Linked DNA regions of Mus musculus: regions 2, 3, 4 and 5 are each linked to region 1. The links are chromatin contacts, called in public HiCAR-type, HiChIP or PLAC-seq and promoter capture Hi-C maps. All regions are on one chromosome and are shown on one strand. Each heading gives the region's core, a stretch centred on a gene start, on an enhancer-like site or on the middle of the called end of the contact. The rest is flanking DNA. Distances are from core to core; before and after follow the strand shown. Region 1 holds the start of Pgrmc1 (progesterone receptor membrane component 1). Region 2 has its middle 17 kb from the start of Mdrl. Region 3 holds the start of Mdrl (mitochondrial dynamic related lncRNA). Region 4 overlaps Slc25a43 (solute carrier family 25, member 43). Region 5 holds the start of Slc25a43 (solute carrier family 25, member 43).

Evidence for each region. Promoter capture Hi-C pulls out the DNA fragments that hold promoters and counts their contacts. HiCAR-type assays count read pairs that join an accessible place to other places. HiChIP or PLAC-seq counts read pairs in DNA pulled down with a chosen protein or histone mark.
Region 2: a HiCAR-type map of embryonic stem cells shows a contact between it and region 1, with 3 times the contacts expected there. The contact joins the enhancer-like site here to the promoter of Pgrmc1 in region 1. A contact is called at or near these places in 9 of 39 promoter capture datasets (the 3T3-L1 cell line, cranial neural crest, embryonic stem cells and 4 more), 2 of 484 Hi-C or Micro-C datasets (embryonic somatosensory cortex and liver), 7 of 115 datasets of contacts at active chromatin or transcription factors (embryonic forebrain, embryonic stem cells, hepatocytes and 2 more) and 3 of 9 other capture datasets (embryonic stem cells, liver and pancreatic islet).
Region 3: a promoter capture Hi-C map of pre-B cells shows a contact between it and region 1, with 14 times the contacts expected there. The contact joins the promoter of Mdrl here to the promoter of Pgrmc1 in region 1. A contact is called at or near these places in 15 of 39 promoter capture datasets (the 3T3-L1 cell line, cranial neural crest, embryonic stem cells and 10 more), 5 of 484 Hi-C or Micro-C datasets (CD4 T cells, embryonic somatosensory cortex, granulocyte-monocyte progenitors and 1 more), 9 of 115 datasets of contacts at active chromatin or transcription factors (T-cell acute lymphoblastic leukemia, effector CD8 T cells, embryonic forebrain and 4 more) and 1 of 9 other capture datasets (liver).
Region 4: a contact with region 1 is called in an H3K27ac HiChIP or PLAC-seq map of embryonic stem cells, with 3 times the contacts expected there. The contact joins the enhancer-like site here to the promoter of Pgrmc1 in region 1. A contact is called at or near these places in 8 of 39 promoter capture datasets (the C10 cell line, the HPC-7 cell line, cranial neural crest and 4 more), 1 of 484 Hi-C or Micro-C datasets (CD4 T cells) and 3 of 115 datasets of contacts at active chromatin or transcription factors (embryonic stem cells, large pre-B cells and stem cell-derived neural progenitor cells).
Region 5: a contact with region 1 is called in an H3K4me3 HiChIP or PLAC-seq map of embryonic stem cells, with 19 read pairs. The contact joins the promoter of Slc25a43 here to the promoter of Pgrmc1 in region 1. A contact is called at or near these places in 10 of 39 promoter capture datasets (the 3T3-L1 cell line, the C10 cell line, cranial neural crest and 6 more), 2 of 484 Hi-C or Micro-C datasets (CD4 T cells and embryonic stem cells), 8 of 115 datasets of contacts at active chromatin or transcription factors (embryonic stem cells, large pre-B cells, memory CD8 T cells and 1 more) and 3 of 9 other capture datasets (adipose tissue, embryonic stem cells and pancreatic islet).

Annotation. Positions count from the first base shown.
Region 1 is chrX:36,596,274-36,600,255 of GRCm38.p6, forward strand. It overlaps Pgrmc1 (progesterone receptor membrane component 1), which reads left to right and starts at 1,920. Exons shown (of 3, transcript NM_016783.4): 1 at 1,920-2,341. The coding sequence starts at 2,014.
Region 2 is chrX:36,832,114-36,836,095 of GRCm38.p6, forward strand. It overlaps a transcript of C330007P06Rik not described here. Among named protein-coding and RNA genes, the nearest start is that of Mdrl, 17 kb to the left of the region's middle. Within about 2 kb of position 1,653, at least 45 of the 459 cell types and tissues checked have an H3K27ac peak or open chromatin away from gene starts, as enhancers often do. A contact at or near this core is called in embryonic stem cells, where this site is marked.
Region 3 is chrX:36,814,947-36,818,928 of GRCm38.p6, forward strand. Mdrl (mitochondrial dynamic related lncRNA) reads right to left here and starts at 2,254. Exons shown (of 2, transcript NR_131979.1): 1 at 1,780-2,254; 2 at 1-384.
Region 4 is chrX:36,762,092-36,766,073 of GRCm38.p6, forward strand. All of the region lies in intron 3 of Slc25a43 (solute carrier family 25, member 43), which reads left to right. Among named protein-coding and RNA genes, the nearest start is that of Gm23613, 13 kb to the right of the region's middle. Within about 2 kb of position 1,755, at least 36 of the 459 cell types and tissues checked have an H3K27ac peak or open chromatin away from gene starts, as enhancers often do. A contact at or near this core is called in embryonic stem cells, liver and stem cell-derived neural progenitor cells, where this site is marked.
Region 5 is chrX:36,741,966-36,745,947 of GRCm38.p6, forward strand. It overlaps Slc25a43 (solute carrier family 25, member 43), which reads left to right and starts at 1,667. Exons shown (of 5, transcript NM_001085497.2): 1 at 1,667-2,053. The coding sequence starts at 1,779.

The DNA of each region.
Region 1 (3,982 bases), core at 670-3,169:
ATAGTCTGTTAACCTGTTGCCCACTCCCCAGCTCTGCATTAAAGGCTAGCTGCCAAACCCTCATAGCTTTTATATGAGTGCTGGGGATGGTGAAGCTGGTCTTCCACTTGCATGCCAGTGTGTTTTGCCCACTAGGCCATTTCCTCAGCCTCTTAACGATCTTCCTATCAGTTAACATGAACACTGAAAGATAGATTCTTTTTTTTTTTTTTTTTTTTTAAATATTTATTTATTTATTATATGTAAGTACACTGTAGCTGTCTTCAGACACACCAGAAGAGGGCATCAGATTTCATTACAGATGGTTATGAGCCACCATGTGGTTGCTGGGATTTGAACTCATGACCTTTGGAAGAGCAGTCGGCACTCTTAACCGCTGAGCCATCTCACCAGCCCCCTTTTTTTTTTTTTTTTTTTGGCCATATTAGTTTCAAATGAAAACATTTTTCACAAGTTTGTTATTTTTTAAGAAATATCTTTGCTGCTCACAGTACTCTGTGAAAGGGATAACTGGATTCTAACCGGAGCTGAGTGCTCTCAGTTTGAGCTTGTTTCATGATGATTAAGTTGAAGAGTTTTGACAAAAGATCTGGAGGGGCCGGTTTAGCTAATCCTAAATTTAGCTCTGGGGGAAAAAATGTGTGGGCTGGATATAAAGAGTGTTTGACTCATTACACTTTAAGAAGATGGGGGGGGGCAGGGATTACAGCAGTGTTTGCCAAAAGTTTTCAGAATTTAGCCAATTCTCTGCACAAATCTCTTGCATGTAAGTGGTGTACAAACAGGATTGTATGGAAAAGTCGTGCCCTGCTCTGCAGATGTGTGCATGGCTTGGTTTTAATTATTCTCCTTTTTCTTATGTTACCGTTTCCCAATTACAATTTAAGGGGGGGGGCAGCCAGATTAGGTCTCTGAAAAATAGGCACAATCCTTGTTCCATAGAGGCCTGCTCCCGTGCAGCCTGTTTGCACACCAGAAGCCTGGGAATCTAAAAAGATAAAATCTAGGATCCTTCCAAACTCCAGCGTTTATCAGGGGCTGTGCTCAGGGTTACAGTGACTGCCAAGGGTAGTTTCCACAGACTTCAAATAGAAGAATGCTGTCAAGCAACGGAACTTTGAACATTATTCTGGTATTTCTATAGAAAAAAAAGGCTCAACAACAGAATGTCAGTTGTTGATTACTGGTGCCTTGTGACTAAGCATAATTGATGATTTCAAAAAGAAAAAAAAAAACTTTAAGAACAAACGCAAAATCTGGCGATCTGAGCTCCAGATTTTATAGAATTGACAGGCCTGTTACCTGACTGGCTGTCCTTTGGGTGTTAGTCCCACAGCTTTTGGGCAAGAATTGGAGGCGAACCATCCCAAAATGGATGTTCGAATAGTCTAGGACTGTAAGGTGAAAAGGAGTTGAAGGCATGATATTAGAGTATCCCAAAACAGCTACCTGGCTCTAAGGGTATGGCCCAGGGGAGAGAGTATAAGGGGCTTTAAAATAGAAGCGAAGCAAGAGAAATGCGACCTCATTTTAACTGACGTCATTTGCCGCGAGGAGCGGGCCCTAAAGTCAAGGCTTCCCCACAGGGTCAGCGGGAAGCTACCCACTGTACCCAAGAGACTGAGCTGTGTGTCTGCGAGCTGCACTATGATCTGAGGGTGCCCGGAAACCGGGGCAGAGGCCCAGCAGGTAGAACAGAGAGGTGGGCTGGGCTCGGTGGCCCTGGTTGACGGAGCGGTTGAGGGAGAAAGACCAAGACCCCCGAGGCTACATAGGGGGCCCGAAGCAGAGGCCGAACCAGGCCCAGCTTGCCCGAGCCAGCCCGAGCAGGGCGGGGCGCTTAGGTGGCCGCGAAGGGCGGGGGCTTATAGGCTCCGCCCCCGGAGCCCCGCCCCTCCCGAGCTTTTCTTCCTCTGTCAAAGAACGCTGCGCGCCACTGTTCGCTGGGAGGGCGGAGGAAGCGGACTGTTCCGGAGCTCTGCCTAGCCGGGCCCAACCTTTGCTCCAGAGATCATGGCTGCCGAGGATGTGGTGGCGACTGGCGCCGACCCGAGCGAGCTAGAGGGCGGCGGGCTGCTGCACGAGATTTTCACGTCTCCTCTCAACCTGCTCCTCCTGGGCCTCTGCATCTTCCTGCTCTACAAGATCGTTCGCGGGGACCAGCCCGGTGCCAGTGGCGACAACGACGACGACGAACCACCCCCGCTGCCCCGCCTCAAGCGGCGCGACTTCACCCCTGCCGAGCTGAGGCGTTTCGATGGCGTCCAGGACCCGCGCATTCTCATGGCCATCAACGGCAAGGTGTTCGACGTGACCAAAGGCCGCAAGTTCTACGGGCCTGGTACGGAGGCAGGGCCAGGGGGTCGTGGAGACAAAAGAGGGGACCCTGGCGTGGAAGCGGGGCGGGAGAGAGGCCGGGGGAGGTGGGGCGCCCCCGTGGGAGGGTCGGAGGGAAGGCGGGCAGCAATGGGAGCGGGCCGGGGGCACGAGGCTCTGGGTGGGTGGGGGTGCGTACGGGGGGATGGGATGCCCGAATGAGGCTGAGCCTTGGAAACCGCGGGTGGGAGGGACAGCGAGGTCCGAAGCCCCGGGATATTAGGGAACTTTTCGAAGGTAGTGGGCTTTGGGGCGGGGGTCCTGAAAAGAGGGGGAGACTTCGGATTTGAGGGGAAAAAATGAAGGTGTCTCCAGAGAGGCCCAGACACTTGAGAAGACGTGGAGGCCGATGACGCCGGAGGAGCCATGGTGGAATGTAAGGGTGTGTAAAGAGAGAAAGTGGAGAAGGGGATTAGTGTCAGGTAAAGCAGCATTGTTCCTGGCGGAGAATGTGTGTGTGTGTGTGTGTGTGTGTGTGTGTGTGTGTACACTGTGTGCATGCGCAGTGAATGTGTGTTTGGTGTACACCGTTTGTCTGGGGGGTGGCGCTTGGAATGTGACATGTGTTAGGTATGTCTTTGGTATGTGTATGTGCGTGCAGAGTGGGGTGGACTCAGGCTGGATGATGAATAAGCGACCAAGCTTGGTTGGATGCATTAAGAGCAGTGTGTGGTGGACTATGGTAACATGGTGAGATGGTCAGAAACACCATATTTAGTGTATGATAGAGTGGGGAGACTGGGAGGTGGAAAAAATAAAATGAAATGAAACGGGGGTGGGAGGGAGGAGTGGAAGGGTCCTGAGAAACAATAGGGTAAGGCTGTGAAGCCCGATGGGTGGGGGGATTTCAGGAAAAGCCAACCAAGGGGAAAACAAGAGATGGACAACTCCCCAGAAATGAGGCTTTTCCAAACTGGATTGCCTATCACAATCACCTGATGCTTATGAAAAATACAGATTCTTGGCCTGACCATCCATAGCCACACTTAGATCTCTGGGGCAGGGGAGAGGGCTAAAAAGATCTACATTTTACTCCTCTGCTGTAGGGAAATGGGGAATCAGCCAGATTTAGAAAGCCCTGCTTTCTAGAACATTTAGAGAGGAAGAAGAGGCTTTAGCTCTCCCAATATGGATTCCTCTAAGCACCAGGAACTCGGGGCTGGGGGGTGGGTATGTTCACATGCTCATTGGTCTGAGAGGGAAGACTAGCCAGCACTAATCCAAACCAGACATACCCACTCTGTTACGTCTCAGAGTCCAGCCAATCAAAAGCACATGTGCCAAAGGCTTTTTAGTGAACTCTCACTCTTCCTTTCTGCTTTCAGACATTTTAGAAAATTACGTTCTGTAGGCATGTGACTGCAAAATAATAGGAAAACTACATATTGTTTGTCACTGTAGTCACACATTATCCATAAACAATGGTGTAATTACCCATAATTATTAAGCTAAACCATAAGGTAATCAACACAAATGCACGAGGCCTCGTCATCTGGTTGTATTTGCAAAGTCATCACATGGGGATCCTCCGTGCTTTCAGAGAGCACAGCTGGAGTCAAGCTGTCTCCATTCTAACCAGGTAGGTTACAGTTTGCAGAGTCATCCT
Region 2 (3,982 bases), core at 403-2,902, 240 kb after region 1:
AGCAGGGTTTAGGGTATTTTCCCAAAGCGGGAGGGCAGGTTCAAAGAAGGCCCTGGAATGACTTCAAGTAGTGAATTATAGCAGAATGGCAGGTGTGGTGAAGCCAGGTAGGTAAGGTAGGTTTGAGAGGGGTGGCAACAGATAGAAACCCTACTTCATTCTGAAGGCAGCAGGAAGCTACTGGAGACATTTTGAGCAGAGAACTGCCAGGATCCAGACTGCTTGCTTTAAAGCTGTGGTTCTCAACCTGTTTAATGCTGAAACCCTTTAATACAACTCCTCATATTGTGGCGACCCCAACTATAAAATCATTTTCATTGCTACTTCATAACCATAATTTTGCTACTGTTATGAATCATAATGGAAATACATGATATGCAGGATATTTGATATGTGGCCCTGTGAAAGGGTTGGTTGACCCAGAAGGGGCTGAGACCCATAGGTTGAGGACCACCTCTCTGGATGTGGCAGTGTAGCCGATGTGGTCTAGAAATACTGGCAGGGCAGAGGATTAAGGCAGGAGGAGGCTGCTGGCTCACATGGCTTTGAAACCTAACTAGGACATTAGGCAAGAAGAAATGCAGGAATCCGAGAGCCCTTAAAGAAGCAGAGCCACCAGGACAGGGTGGTTTGGGGAAGACGGTTATAAGAGGGAGGGATCATGCCAATGAAATCTGGTCTCTGGCTTGAGTAAGCGGGTACCAGGTAAGGTAGTAGCATTCACTGAAACAAAGAAGACATTCCGGGACAAGGGATAACGGAAGCTACTGTGGCTATGTGGGGTTGAAACACCTGTGGGTCAGTGGAGTGGAGATGACAAATAGTCACTTGAACATGAAAGTGTCTCACTCGGAAGCAGCAGCAAAACCTGAGCTGAAGATATATATCCATTTTGGCATCTTTCCTATGTGTTAATATCAAGGGGAGGGTAGCTGAGGCCACACCTATGAATGCAATCAATGGAAAGAGGGCAAAGAACAGAGCCTTGATGATCACAGGCAGTTAAGGACTAGAAAGTAAAGGGGGGGGTACTCCAAGTGTACCAACACTAGGGGAGGCTGAGACAGAAAGAAGCATTTGTAAATATAAGGTCAGTCTGGACTACATACTGAGACCACATTTCTGTCAACAAACAAAAAGGATAGTTAACCAGTAAAAAGGAGGAAATGGCAGAAGTGAGAAGGGGACTTTACTGAAAATCTATTCAAATTTGTACACCTAAGACAAATTTGACCCGTGAAAGGGTTGCCAGAAAGAGAGGAGTCAAGTGGTAAAGTCCGAGGAGAGGTGGGGGGACCTGTATCCGACATGGATGAATGTTGCCCCTGGGCTGCAGAAGGAGTTCACTGAGGAGCACGTGTCTTTCTTTTATTTATTTTTATTTTACCTGTCGCAATGTTTTGCCTACAAGCATGTCTGTGGACCAGGTGTATGCAGTACCAGAGGGGGCCAGAAGAGGGCGATAGATATCCTAAAACTGAATTGCAAATCGTTTATCCTTTATGTAGGGGCTTGAAAATCCCCACCCCAGGTCCTCTGCCGGAGCAGCAAGTGGTATTAACTACCGAGTCCTCTCTCCACCCCACCCCATCCCATCCCCATACAGACTCTCGGGTAATATCAGCCACAGGGGGTTTATCGGAGAGTTCTCAGGGGATTACCATGTGGGAAAGGATGCATAGAGACAGGCCTAAAGGAGCCAGGGGACTAGGGCCCAGGCTCCAGCTTTTGCGAAGCTCCGAAACTAGAAGACTGGGCTTCAGTCAGCCCGGTGGTTGTATACAGGCTACCGCGAGGAAACCGTGCCCTTGGGAAAGTGGTCCTCCTCAGCGGAGGCAGTCCCACAGGGGCCTGAGAGCGCAAGGCAGAGCTCTTAAGAGCAGCAAGGAAGCGCATCTCAGCATCCACCACAGGGAGGAAGAGAGTATTGTTGCACTGGTGTTGGTCTGAGGCGGAGGCATTCAGACTGTTAGACTGAATTCTGCTCTGAGAAAACAGAAAACAATCTTCCTGCTGAAAGGCTCAGGGTTGAGGGGCGCTGGCGGGAGGAGAATGGAATGGCTGCTTCAGGATACTGAAGGAGAGCTGACCAGGGACTCACAATGTGTTTGCCAAGGGGTATTGGTTTTTCTGTTGACTCTAGAGAATATATCATTCTAGCTGAATCAAACGGTTCAAATTCCTAGGCTCTCTTGTCTTGGGTCTCTCAGATTTCATTAGTTTGTACCAGGAAATGTCTATACTATTTCAAGGACAATTTATGGGTCTGTGTTTCTAAAAACCCCAAATCTTTACCTAAGGGATTTCCTGAACAAGAATTAAATTAACTATCACTATAGATTTTTCCTTGAGACAGGATCTCTCGTATTCTAGACTAGTTTCAAACTTGCTTTGTGTCTGACGAATGGCCTTGACCTTCTCATCCTCCTGCCTCCACCCCAGTGCGGGGATTACAGGCATGGGCCAGCAAGCATTCTTTATTTGCTGCTAGGGATCAACCCCAAGGCCTTGTGCCTGCTGGGCAAGCATGCTAGGAAGTGCGTCTCCTCTCCCTCTCCTATGACAGTTATTCTGATTACAATAATTACTGATGGTAAAGACAGCAACCTTGCTGATGGACAACAAAACCTGTGTACAGATTAAAACATTATAAACTGATTTAAAAACCTACCCCAGGCTTGACAATGAAGATAAACACTTGTCTACGAGGGATGAATAAACATTATAGGAGTCAGGATTAAACCTAATTGGTAGGCAGATACAATGCACAGGAAATGACAAAGGAACACTAATTATAAAGCTACAAAGAAAAAAAAAGCATTACTACGTGACAAAATAGAAAGTAGCAGGTGGCTCATTACCTATCAAAGTGACAACAGCCAGGTACGCTGTCTGTACAGGATTTATATACATGGTCATTCGAGACTTCACTGAGAAAATTCCTACTTATGGAGAAGTGGTTGTAATGAGAAATTCACTAGGATTGAAGCATGGCTAAGCATCCACATGTGTGCCTCATTTTTTCTTTATTGGGTATTTACATTTACATTTCCAATGCTATTCCAAAAGTCCCCCACATATTCCCCCACCCACCCAATCCCACTTCTTGGCCCTGTCGTTCCCCTGTACTGAGACAGATAAAGTTTGCACAACTAATGGGCCTCTCTTTCCACTGATGGCCGACTAGGCCATCTTTTGATTCATATGCAGCTAGAGACACGAGCTGGGGGGGGGTACTGGTTAGTTCATATTGTTGTTCCACCTATAGGGTTGCAGACCCCTTTAGCTCCTTGGTTACTTTCTCTAGCTCCTCCATTGTGGGCCCTGTGATCCATCCAATAGCTGACTGTGAGCATCCACTTCTGTGTTTGCTAGGCCCCGGCATAGTCTCACAAGAGACAGCTATATCAGGGTCCTTTCAGCAAAATCTTACTGGTGTATGCAATGGTGTCAGCGTTTGGTGGCTGATTATGGGATGGATCCCCGCGTATGGCAGTCTCTAGATGGTCCATCCTTTCGTCTCAGCTCTAAACTGTGTCTCTGTAACTCCTTCCATGGGTGTTTTGTTCCCAATTCTAAGAAGGGGCAAAGTGTCCAGTGTGCCTCATTCTTAAAGCCTACGTGTTACCCACGGGGAGCTATGAACAAGTAGCAACAACTTTTACTTTTTTTACTGTGCGTAGGTGTTTTGCCCGCACTTAGTGTGTGCACCACATGCATACCCCACTCTAATTCAGGCAGTCTGGCCTGCAAGTGTCCATGCTCTAAGCCATCATGTTCTGTATCAGTACGCCAAGGGACTCGGCTAGTCACTACCAATGGCACAGTGAACAAGATAGATATGGTCAATAAACAATTCCATCATGGCATAATGAGTTCTAGGACAGAGGGCCAGGAGGCTGTGCCTAGGCTCCCCTAAGCACCTCTGGGCTGGCTTCAAGAGAAGAAGCCAACAATTTACAGGAATTTATTTCTTGGGCAC
Region 3 (3,982 bases), core at 1,004-3,503, 220 kb after region 1:
CATGGTATCAGATGGTATCCTTAGCCTTTGGCTTGGGAAAGCTAGTTGTCTGTCAGTACATTTCCAAAGTTTTCACATGGTAGTCACATGGAGATTAAGTCAGATAGACAATCGGGCAAAGAATGGCTTTGAAGGAGGCTAATGATAGTCCATGACATCTGTATCTGCAACATCCCAACTCCACAACCATGAACTTCTAATCAGTCCACCAGGCCTGTAGAATCTTTAACAGAGGGCGTTTTCCTTCTGAGACATTCATTTCATACCCTTTGCACAGGACAGGGTGAAGGGCAGGGTAAGAAACTCAAACCTCCAGCTCGTGAGATGCTTCAGTGGCTAAGATCACTTGCGATTAAACTTGACAACCTGTTTGATGCCCAGGACCTACAGGATGGAAGAAGAGAGCCAACTCCTAGAACATACAAGTCATGGCACATAAGCACTCACACAGACACACCCTCACCCTCACATAAACACATACAAAATAAAAATAAATAAGTGTAATAAAGGAAAGAAGCCCAAACTTGTGAGTGAAAAGACACCTCTTTTGCCTTAGGCAGCTTTCTTTCATTTCCTTCCTAAGATTTTGGAAAACGAAAAACACTTGAAAATAACTGTCTTGGCTAAAACCCAGCATTCTGGCTCAAGACAGGAAGAGAAACTGTCAATTCAGTCTATACCCTGTCTCCTCCCTTGCCAACACCCCAATACCATAACAATGCTTTTGGGAAGCTGAGGCAGAAGGACTCCCACTTGCTTAAGGTCAGCTTCGACTACATTGTGAGGTTTTTTTTTTTTTTTTTTTTTTTTGGTTTTTCGAGACAAGGTTTCTCTGTATATCCCTGGCTGTCCTGGAACTCACTCTGTAGACCAGGCTGGCCTCGAACTCAGAAATCCGCCTGCCTCTGCCTCCCGAGTGCTGGGATCAAAGGCGTGCGCCACCACGCCCGGCTCTACATTGTGAGTTTTAAACAAGCTGGGGATACAGTAAGTGCTTATTTAGGAATAAAAAGAAAGAAAAGGTAAGTTAAGATAGAAGAAAGGAAGACAGGAAGGAGGGAACGAAATAAACAAAACATCTAGCTTTCTTACATATTTACATAAGCATCTCTCCCTCATTTTCATTTATTTATTTGTGCGTGAAGCTGGGTATTAACATTTCGTCTAGGCTCTGCCCCACAGTTACCTGGCTGTTGCCAGGTATGCCTGACTCACTATAAAAGGGGCTGCTTGCTCCCTCCTCACTATCGTACCCTCCCTTCTCTGCCCCTTCTCTCCCCATTCCTCTCCCTGTCTCTCTCCACGTGTTCATGGCCGGCCTCTACTCCTCTTCCCCCCACCCCCCCTCTGTCTCTACTCCCTTCCCATGCCCTAAATAAACTCTATTCCATACTATACTCGTCATGTGATTGGTCCCTCAGTGGGGGAAGGGATGCCTCAGCATGGGCCCCCGCAGAGGCACCCTCTTCCCCAGCACCATACCGCGCCTCTACCAAACATCCCTGGCTTCCTTTTCTTTTTTTATAAAACACAACACTAGGAATCACTTATTCCTGCACGGGCAACATGTATAACCCTACAGTGCCAAAGTCCCAACGCATAACTGACTTGCAGGTACCAGGTCATCACTCTCCCTCCCAAGCTGGTACCCAACCTCTCACAGGCCATCTGTGTTACCTCCACATTCTGACAGCCCCTCCCTCCTCATTCCCCTTGGAGGCCATCCATGCATAAACAAACATGCAGCATTTTAGACCCGATGAAATCATCCTTACTCACGTTTATATTCAGGGCGACTAGCAGAGTGCAGAACCTATGTGTGCCTTTGAAACAGTCACTTGATTGACTAACCACAAAGGTGACCTAACTGTCTTGGAGAAGTGTCTGCATTCAGGGCTCAGGTTCAGTCAGGATTTCCCAAGACTAAAATTCACAGAATAAAATAAAACCACTCTGTCCTTGCTTAATATAAACAATTCATTCTCTTTCGGGATAGCGCTCAGAGTGCCCAGATGCGCGTGTTCTCTTCCCTACTCTGTACAGAGTATTAAGGCAGAGCTTAGGCCTGGCTCTTCCGTAGTTGATGATTCCCTAAGAGGACGGATGAAGAGACTGGGGTAACTCTCACCCACAGGGACTCCTTCCGCACAGTTGGAAATTAAAGCGCAGGAGTTTAGCCAGTGCTGTTATCTCAGGTTTCCTCAGCCCCTCCCAGGGCTAGCTTTCCCAGACAGCACTGCCTCCCCTTCTCGCTGCCCTCCTCCCCTCCCCCACCTTTCTCACTCCCCACCTCACCCCGCCCCCACACTACTATGGCAAGGCGGAAGGGCTGGCTTTCTGCACTTGATCCCTAGTAAAGAGCCCAAGGAAGAAAGGAGAAGGGAGGAGAGGCAGCTGCCTCTCAGCCTGCCCTATTCTGACTGGCTGATCAGCTCAAGGAGGCAGCAGAGCAGAATGGTATAGAAAAGAGACCAGAGTCGCCCCAGGCAGGAATTCTGACTCTACCGCTTACAAATGGTGTGCTGTAGGGCACGCCGCTTTGTTTCTTTGTGTTTCCATTTCTTTGACTGTAAAGCGTGGAGGACTGACAGCTGGACCCTTTTTAAAGAACCAAGCTAGGAACGCAATGAATGAGTCAAAAGACTGGGAAGCCTTTAAGAGTGCCCGGCATATAGTAAATGCAATATGTGTTGTTTTGTAAAGTGTAATCGTTTTATTAATTCTTTGAGACTCAGCCCCTAACTACTCACAGATTTACCTCCCACCTCGTTCCTACCTTCTTTCTTTCTCTCTCTCTCTCTTTTTTTTTTCAAGACAAGTGTTTCTCTGTGTAACAGCCCTGGCTATCCTGGAACTCGTTTTGTGGACTAGGCGCACCTCGAACTCAGAGAGATCTGATTGCCTCTGCCCCACAAGTGTGCCACTATATCCTATTAATTTTTAATACAATATTTGAATGATCTCAATATATAAAATGCAGTTTGATCACAATCACTCCCACTGCCTAATAATTCCTCCTGGATCCATCCCCACTGCCCCAGCCCCTGCCCACTTTCATGTTTTCCCTTTTTAAAAGGGACAAAAACAAAAAAAATTAAAAAAAAAAACCCACTGAGTTCAATTTGTATTGCCCATATACGAATGTGTGTGGGTTTTTTTTTTTTGTGTTTTTTTGTTTGTTTGTTTGGTTGGTTGGTTCTTGTTGCTTTTTCAGAGGCAGTGTCACATAATCCAGTTTGGCTTCAAACTTACTATAGAGCTGGAGATAACCTTGAACCTCTGATCCTTCCAGTTCCACCTCCCGAGGGTTGGACTGCAAGGCACTATTCCTGCTTTCTCTCTCTCTCTCTCTCTCTCCTCTCAACCATCTGTAATGAGATTTGATGCCCTCTTCTGTGGTTTCTGAAAACAGCTACAGTGTACTTATGTATAATAAATAAATCTTTTTTAAAAACATAATTATAGCCGGGCAGTGGTGGCGCATGCCTTTAATCCCAGCACTTGGGAGGAAGAGGCAGGCAAATTTCTGAGTTCGAGGCCAGCCTGATCTACAGAGTGAGTTCCAGGACAGCCAGGGCTACACAGAGAAACCCTGTCTTGAAAAAACAACAACAACAACAACAAAAAACATAATTATATTTTAAAAAAGACTGGTCCAGACTACATAGTGAGACTCTTGTCTCAAACAAAAAATATTAACGAGACTGGAAGTGATGGTGCATCCCCTTAAACCCAGCGTTTAAGAAGCAGAGATAGGTGGCTCTTTGTGGGTTTCTGGCCAGCCTGGTCTACATAGCAAGTTGCAGGCTAGCTAGGGCTATATCGTGAGATTTTTGTCTCAAAAGATTAATTCATGAAAATCCATTGTTTCAAAAAGGGTTCGGTGGTAAAACATATAAGCATGCATGAGTCCCCAAGGTTCCATTTTTAGCACTAGAAAGCAAAACGAAACAAACAAAATGATAAAATTTGTACTTTGCTA
Region 4 (3,982 bases), core at 505-3,004, 170 kb after region 1:
AGGGTGAAGAAAAGGAAAGGATTTAATACAAGAAAGTATAAGATGGAAGAAATGTTGACAACAAATATTTTATGTGATTAATCTATAAGCCCTATTAAGAACCAAAGAATTATGGGGGGGGGGGGAACTATAATAGTTCCATAGGCAGGTGTATGTGAAAGAGAAGGAGAGGCAGGCTGGGAACACTTTGCTGGGAGTCTGGGGAACAGCTTCGAACATGGGACCTGGAGTCTGGTAGGCCTTATGAAAGAATCAGGAAGGAGGTCCACGAACCCTCCCTCCACTCTGTTGCTCCTATTAGTTATCTCCATTTCACCAAATACAAACCCATGTGCCGTCCTGTTGATTTATACCCCAGTGGACTTTGCCCCCACCACAACTCACAGGGTAAGCAGGATTAGGCCAAGTCAGCATTTGAACTGAAAGTGCATAAAATGAAGGACAAAGGTGGTATCCAAGTGGCACAGCTCAGTGAGCAGAACACACATGGTCAGTGAATAAACAGAGGCCCCAGCCTGCTCAAATAGCCTCCACTCGGACCGCAATGGATACCACCTTGAGCAAGCTTTGCAGATACACAGTCACTTCATTAACCCACTCGGGGCTTCTAATGCTCCATCCTATGTCTTCACCCCCGCCTCCCTCCTCAGTCCTGAGCTCATGGTTCTCACAGCCTGCTGATTTGGACCGCTGAGTAGCACATCTTCACGATCACTTCCAACCCACTGTCTATCAAAGTTACCCATGTTCCCCTAAAACTGTCTTTCTAGACTTTTCCCTTTCTGGGCCATCAGTGTCCTAGATAGCCAAGCTAAGCATCCAGAAGTTAGGCTTGCCTCTGCCGTCCCTTCATCCAACCAACCCAAAGTTCATTTGCTTCTGCATTCATAAGTCTCCTACATGGGTCCTTTTTTTTTTTTTTATTGCCCTGACTCCCAGTCAAAGTCCTTATCAGCTCATAGTGCAGCACATACTGTTCTCTATGAGTGATTCTAAACGTGACTATTAGTACTGAGTGGGAAGATATAGTAGGCACCGGGCCAAGTGGATGTTCATTATGTCATCCAATCCTTACAACAATTCACAAAGTAAGCACTGTTGTTACTATATCTGCGTGTGAGTGCCTGTGTGTGTGTGTGTGTGTGTGTGTGTGTGTGTGTGTGTGTGTGTCACAGTGCACATACAGAAAGAAGTCAGACAACTTACGGGAGTCAGAGATCTCTGTCCGCCACGCAGGGCAGGTTCTGGAGCTTAAACTCAGATCGTCAAGTCTTGGCAGCAAGCACTTTTACCTGTTGAGCCATCTTGCCTATTGAGATGAGAAAACTGAGGCACTGTAGATTACAAGCCCATCTTTGAGCAACGGAACTGGGACAAAGGCCATGCATGCAGGTTTGCCTCCCGGATCAGAGCTCACTTCAGTCCATGGGTTTCTTGCAGAACAAATGTTCTTTTGCCCTGTCACTGTGGCTCCTCTATCACCTTTAGAGAATAAAGGCCGGCCCATTAGCTTGGCATGTTTCCCTCACCGACTTCACTGTGCGTGCTGTATAGAAGCCCTTTGTATAGGGAGTTGCAGAATCAAATGTCTGTAAGAATTCAGAAACAGCATGGACAGGAGAGCTAGGGAGACCCAGATAACGGGCACTCAGCCCCAAACAATAAGCCTTTAAATGCATTCTAAGCCATCGTGCCTTTTGAAAGCATTCTGGAGAACTAAACTCTCTGCTCACAGAATGTGATTAGCATTTAAATATGCGTAGCAGAAAAGAGTGAAGTGAGCTGGTGGAGGCTGCAGCTAAACTGCAAGAGTCTCCTCTCAGAAGGATGGTTGCCATTTAGAAATGCAAGCCCAGTTTTCAAGGGAGCCCCTAAATTTACATCCAGATTGTGATGTGAAATCTTTCTTTCTTTTTTTTTTTTTTTAAGGCTGCAAATAAAAAGTACTGTCTGGGCAAAGCACAACATGCCTTCTTTTGGCCTCTGTTCAATTGAAGCATCCAGTTGCAATAGTGAAGAAGTTCCCCTCCCCCAAGCCCTGAAGACCAAACGTATTTTATATTCTGGTCAACAGGCCTTTGTTCCTGCAGCTACCTCTCTCTGCCTAAGCATCACTTCTGTCTCTGTAAAGGTTCAACTGAACTTACGTTGGTAGTAGTATCTGTTGCTTTTGTTTGCTGGCTTTTCCCACCCATAAGGCACACATTTTCAGATAATGCATAAAGGCAGCTATTTAAGCCTTTGAGAACCACAATGCAGGCACTCTAGCCCACTGGAGAGGGAGTCCTGGGGAAGAAGAAACTAAATTAACTATAGGGTACCTTCTCTGAAAAGGTGGATGCTGTTTTTCACTGACTCCCTCTTCTACTCCCATGTCTATGGGCACAGTCGTTGTATTCCCAAAAGTTGTGGGTGAGTAACTCCTTTTAAAGGGTGCTGTTAGCCTCACCGTGGGTCCTCTCACTTTGACAATTTTCTTCCATAGCATTTTTTCCTCTTTTACCCTTTTTTATCTCAACATCATTGCTCTGCTGTCCCTTCCCTGCCAAAACTACCTCCTGGTAGCAGCTATCTTATTTTCCCAAGCAGAAATAGTCTCCTCAATGCCAGTGTCTTCGTTTGCTTAGTTTTGAGCATCCCTACTCTGGAACTCTGAAAACCAAAATACTCTAAAGTCAGAAACTTGGAGCATCCACATGATGGAAGATTCCACAACTGATCTCAAGTAAAGGACTGCAAACAAATACAGACACGCTGGAAAGACTGTCGATGGGGTGGGGGAGATGGTTATTACATACGCACAAGGGCTTCAGTTTGAATTCCTCAAACCTGTATAAAGCTAGGCATGACAGTAGTGTACTCTAAAATTCTAGCACTCCTCTTTTGAGATAGGGGACAGAATTAAAGGAATCCACAGAAACTCGTGGCCCAGATGGCCTCACCTGCACAGCAGTAAACAGAGATGCTATGTATCTAATAAGACAGAACTGAGGACCACATCTGAGATGTCCTCTAACCTCCACACATAAGACCCAGCACACATGTACCATCACACAGACACACACACACCATATACACATGCATATGAATATATGATAATAAAAATAAAAATTTAATAAAACAGCATAAAGTTACCTTCATGCTTTGTAAAATAAAATATATATGAAACATAAGTGAATTCCATGCTTTAAACTTTGCTCCCATTCAAAGATCTCTCTTTATATGTAAGTATTCCAAAATTAAGAAATATTCAAAATTTGAGGTACTTCTTATCCCAATCATTTTAGATAAAGGATACTCAACCTAGAAAGCTCTTTTCTTTTTTTAAAAGATTTATTTATTATTATAGATAAGTACACTGTTGCTGTCTTTAGACAGACCAGAAGAGGGCGTCAGATCTCATTATGGGTGGTTGTGAGCCACCATGTGATTGATGGGATTTGAACTCAGGACCTTCGGAAGAGCAGTCAGTGCTCTTAACTGCTGAGCCATCTCTCCAACCCTCTTTAAAAAAAAAGATTTATTTATTTATTTTATGTATGTGAGTACACCGTTGCTCTCCTCAGACACATCAGAAGAGGGCATTACAAATGGCTGTGAGCCACCATCTGGTTGCTGGGAATTGAACTCAGGACCTCTGGAAGAGCCGTCGGTGCTCTTAACTGCTGAGCCATCTCTCAGCCCCTAGAAAACTCTTTTATGCATGTCACAAGATCCCTTATATTATAAATGTGTTTCTTTTCTCTAAATTGCAAGCTCTTGGCCCATGGGAAGTATATGTTATATTTTTGTGTATCCCTAAAACATGTAGTCTCACATAACAGGCACTTGATACTTGTTTTAAAATGAATAATTTTGAAAACAAGTTTAGGAGCCCTCCCTTTGAGTACAGAGTTGAATCATGCCACTGAGTGAACCCTGAGTCTGTGCTCTTGTGTCTATACAAGCTGAAGGTAAGAACACCCAAGTCTGCCCTCTTCCC
Region 5 (3,982 bases), core at 417-2,916, 150 kb after region 1:
CTTGGACTCAGTGTTAAATTTACATATGCATTATTTCCAGCCTGTTGCTTCACCTTTTATAAATCATAACACTAACATGGGCAAAGCAGAGAGGATTCAGAATTTTTGTCTGCTCAGTTCTGGCCAAAATAAAATAAACCCTTCACTTATTTTGGTGCATATGTGTGCAAAGAGGGGAAGGGTGGAGACCGAGCTTGTACATGCCTGTACATACAGAGGCCAGAGGTTAAGATCAAGTGTCTACCTTGATCATTATCTCCACTCTTTTTCAATGGATTGGTTTTACTTATTTATTCTAAATTTAAAATTAGCATGCACAGTAGTTGGTTTCATTCTGTCATTTTCTCTTTCCAGTCTTCTCCCCCATCCCTCTGACACTGCCAGCTTAATTTCTGAGGCAAGTTCTCTTACCAAACCTGGAGTTCACTATTTCAGAAAGACATGGACCACTGTGCCCAACTATTACATGGATGCTAGAGGTCCTCTTGCTTGCCTATCAAGCACATTACCTACTGAGCCATCTCCCCCATTTTTTCAGTAGTGAGATGAGCCACCAAGAACCTGAAATTGCTGGGACATGTGTTCTGATATCATATTGTATCCCATGAAAATGTACAATTAGTGTGTGCCAGATTGGATGGATGTGCTTAGCTTGAAAAGGTTCCATTAGCAACATGAGAATCAATATAGAAAATAAGATGCAAATTTGGGATGTCTTATGCTAACAGTGCGTTTGCTAGCTGTCTCTTTCCTTGTAATTATCATTGTTGAGCCCTTTAAAAAAAACAGAAATAAAATTGGAAAGTTGTTAATATTTTTAAATCCTTCTTAGATTCTGGCAAAGCCACAGTTATCACCTTTTTACCTATATTGTCCTAACCCTTACCTAACAGAATCACTGAATGTATGTACTACTGCCACTATGCAATCCTTGGGTGTGGCCCTTATTAGGTCTAACATTGACCTACATAGGAACCCCGATTCTGCGAGGTAGTGAACACTCAGGCTTGAGCAAGTGTCTCCGTGTCTTAGTTTCCTCTTCTCTACGGCAGCAGCTAGTCATACCCTCATAAGCACCACATACAGACTGGTTACTTCTTCCAGCCACTATTCATTTCATCTTTATAAATTAAATTTTCATTTATTAAATTTTCATTTAATCCTCGAAAGTACCATCTTCATAGTACAGGTGAAGCAACTGGGACACAAAGTGAGCAATCGACTTCCCTACCCTCCTATGACATGTCATCTGCAGAGCTAAGGATTCTAAGGCAGGTAAGGTTCCAAAGCCTTAAGCACACCTATAGTCTCTGAAAAGGAGGCTCTAACAAGTTGTCTACTAGGTAGCAGCAGGTTGTTATTCAAGGTCTGTCTTTTCTGCACTCTGGATTTAAAATAAAAGAAGCCTATGGAAGAGAAGATAGACAGGCGAAGGGGGATGACATAGAATGTGAAAAGGGACCCAGAAGAAGCAAAGTACCTAAGGGAATACCTAAGAAAAACGTGATGCTGGCTAGGCCCAGAAAGAACAGGAAATGGAAGCCTCGGTCTTGCCTATTGCATTGCAAACACACACTAACTGAGCATGCCTCAGATACCTGAGAGAGTCGCCTTTGATCCCACCCTATCCCTGAGGCGCTGCTCGGGTGTGAGCCTGACTTCCCCAGTTCATCTCCCAAGTCCGCCCCACGCCGGGCGGGGCCTGGCCGGACTGCTCTAACTGCCCCCGCGAGCCCAGGGCACCAGCCACGAGGTGGCCGGCACGGGCCTGGGTCAGGATGGCTACGTGGAGACGGGATGGCCGGTTAACCGGCAGCCAGCGGCTCCTGTGTGCGGGGCTGGCCGGGGCGTTCAGCCTCAGCCTCACCGCGCCCCTGGAGCTTGCCACTGTGCTGGCCCAAGTCGGCAAGGTGCAAAGCCACTCCCTGGGGCTGTGGGCCACCGGACGCCGGGTGTGGCTGTCCGAGGGGCCAAGGGCCCTGTGGAAAGGGAATGGCGTGGCCTGCCTGCGCCTCTTCCCCTGCAGCATGGTACAGCTGGCCGCCTACCGAAAGTAAGAGCCCGGTGGGAGGGGTCGGGAGATCGGACTGGAATGGCAAAGCTGCCACCCTGATGAATCCTAAGAAGTCTCAGTTTCCCTTCCTCTGTAAAACCGGATGGGAGTCGGGTGGGGGTGGAGGCTGGCCTTGGGAGGGGGCTACAAGGCCATATGTGTGGCCCCTAGGGTACAGTAGCAGTTTTTCACATGCTCTTGAGATTCTTGCCCTGTGAACTGCAGTTTTGTGACCTCTTGAGTCTTTCTGGGAGGAGGCAGAATTAGCAAATGATATCTGGGGGTAAAGAAACAAAAAGGCTTCCCATGGCGATAAGGTCTATCCATTCCCAACGTCTAGTAACTTGAAAATGTTTGCTTTTCTGGCTTAGGAGAGAACGCTCTCTTTTTTTTGTTTGTTTTTTTTGTTTGTTTGTTTGTTTGTTTCTTGAGACAGGGTTTCTCTGTATAGCTCTGGCTATCCTGAAACTCACTCTGTAGACCAGGCTGGCCTCGAACTCAGAAATCCGCCTGCCTCTGCCTCCGGAGTGCTGGGATTAAAGGCGTGCGCCACCACGCCCGGCAGGAGAGAACACTCTTGATGGTGTGTAAAAAGTGAGACCAGTGTCCTAAGGAGTAAGTGGGTAGTACAGGAAGAAGGACCAGTCTCTTGCCTCAAAAAGAGTTCTGTCCACCATCCCCATCTCCAATCTCAGCCTAACTTGGCTTTAGGATCCAACAGGGTCTGCAGCATCCTTTCTCCAGCAGGGACTTGTCTCCTCAGCCTAATGTTTCCCCCACTCCCAGCTGCCATCCTGCGGCGGCGGTTTCTCACCTTCTCCCACATCAACCACTGCTGCGAGAATAAGAGCTAAAGATGCAAGGGAGTGACCTTAAAAAGAGCTCAAGGATGTTTGCATGGGAGCTAGAAAGGAAGCCTAAAAAAGGAAGTCAGTGATGACGGCTCTGAGGGGAGGGTCTGTTTCCCTATTGGGGACGATGGTCTGTAAGTTCCTCATTCGCTAGGCACAGGGCCAGCTCTAAAGACTGGCCTTAGCTCTGAATTAGACATGCAGCCTACAGGCAGGAGGTGGTCAAGACACTTTTTGTTTTGTTTTTACTTTGTTCCCAGGGCTGGAAGTAAAACCCCAGGCCTTGGAGCAGCTAGTGATGTGCTTTATTTCTTTTTTTTTTTTGGGGGGGGGGGGCGGGTTGAGACAGGGTTTCTCTGTGTAGCCCTGGCTGTCCTGGAACTCACTCTGTAGACCAGGCTGGCCTCGAACTCAGAAATCCTCCTGCCTGCCTCTGCCTCCCCAGTGCTGGGATTAAAGGCATGCGCCACCACGCCCAGCATAGTGTGCTTTATTTCCCACCATATATTCCCATCCCAGTAAACACAGTCCAGCCTTGGGAGAGTCAAGCGCTTAGTTGAAAGACCAGGGCTGGGAGGCTTGCCCGGCAATTGATGCTCTGAATGGAACCATCCTTACCTGTATAGTGTTCCCCAGTCAGCATTGTGTGTGGCTTCTGCTGTTTTCCCCCAGCAACATCTGGCCTGCAGTCTTGACTTTTTTTTTTTTTTTTTTTTTTTTTTTTTTTTTTGATTGGTTGGGTTTTCGAGACAGGGTTTCTCTGTATAGTCCTGGCTGTCCTGGAACTCACTCTGTAGATCAGGCTGGCCTCGAACTCTGAAACCCACCTGCCTCTGCCTCCCGACTGCTGGGATTAAAGGTGTGTGCCACCATGCCCAGCCAGTCTTGACTTTTAATGATTCAATTTTCCCTATTTCCCTCTCTTCTCCACAAAGTGGTAGGGAAATCTTCCCTTGGATAAAAGAGAATGTGTATGAAGGAGCAGGGGGAGGGAACAGATTTGCAAAGTCTGATTCTAATGGCATGGCTTTTCTTTTAACCATCTTTTTTAAAAAGAGAGAGAGAGATTTATTTATTA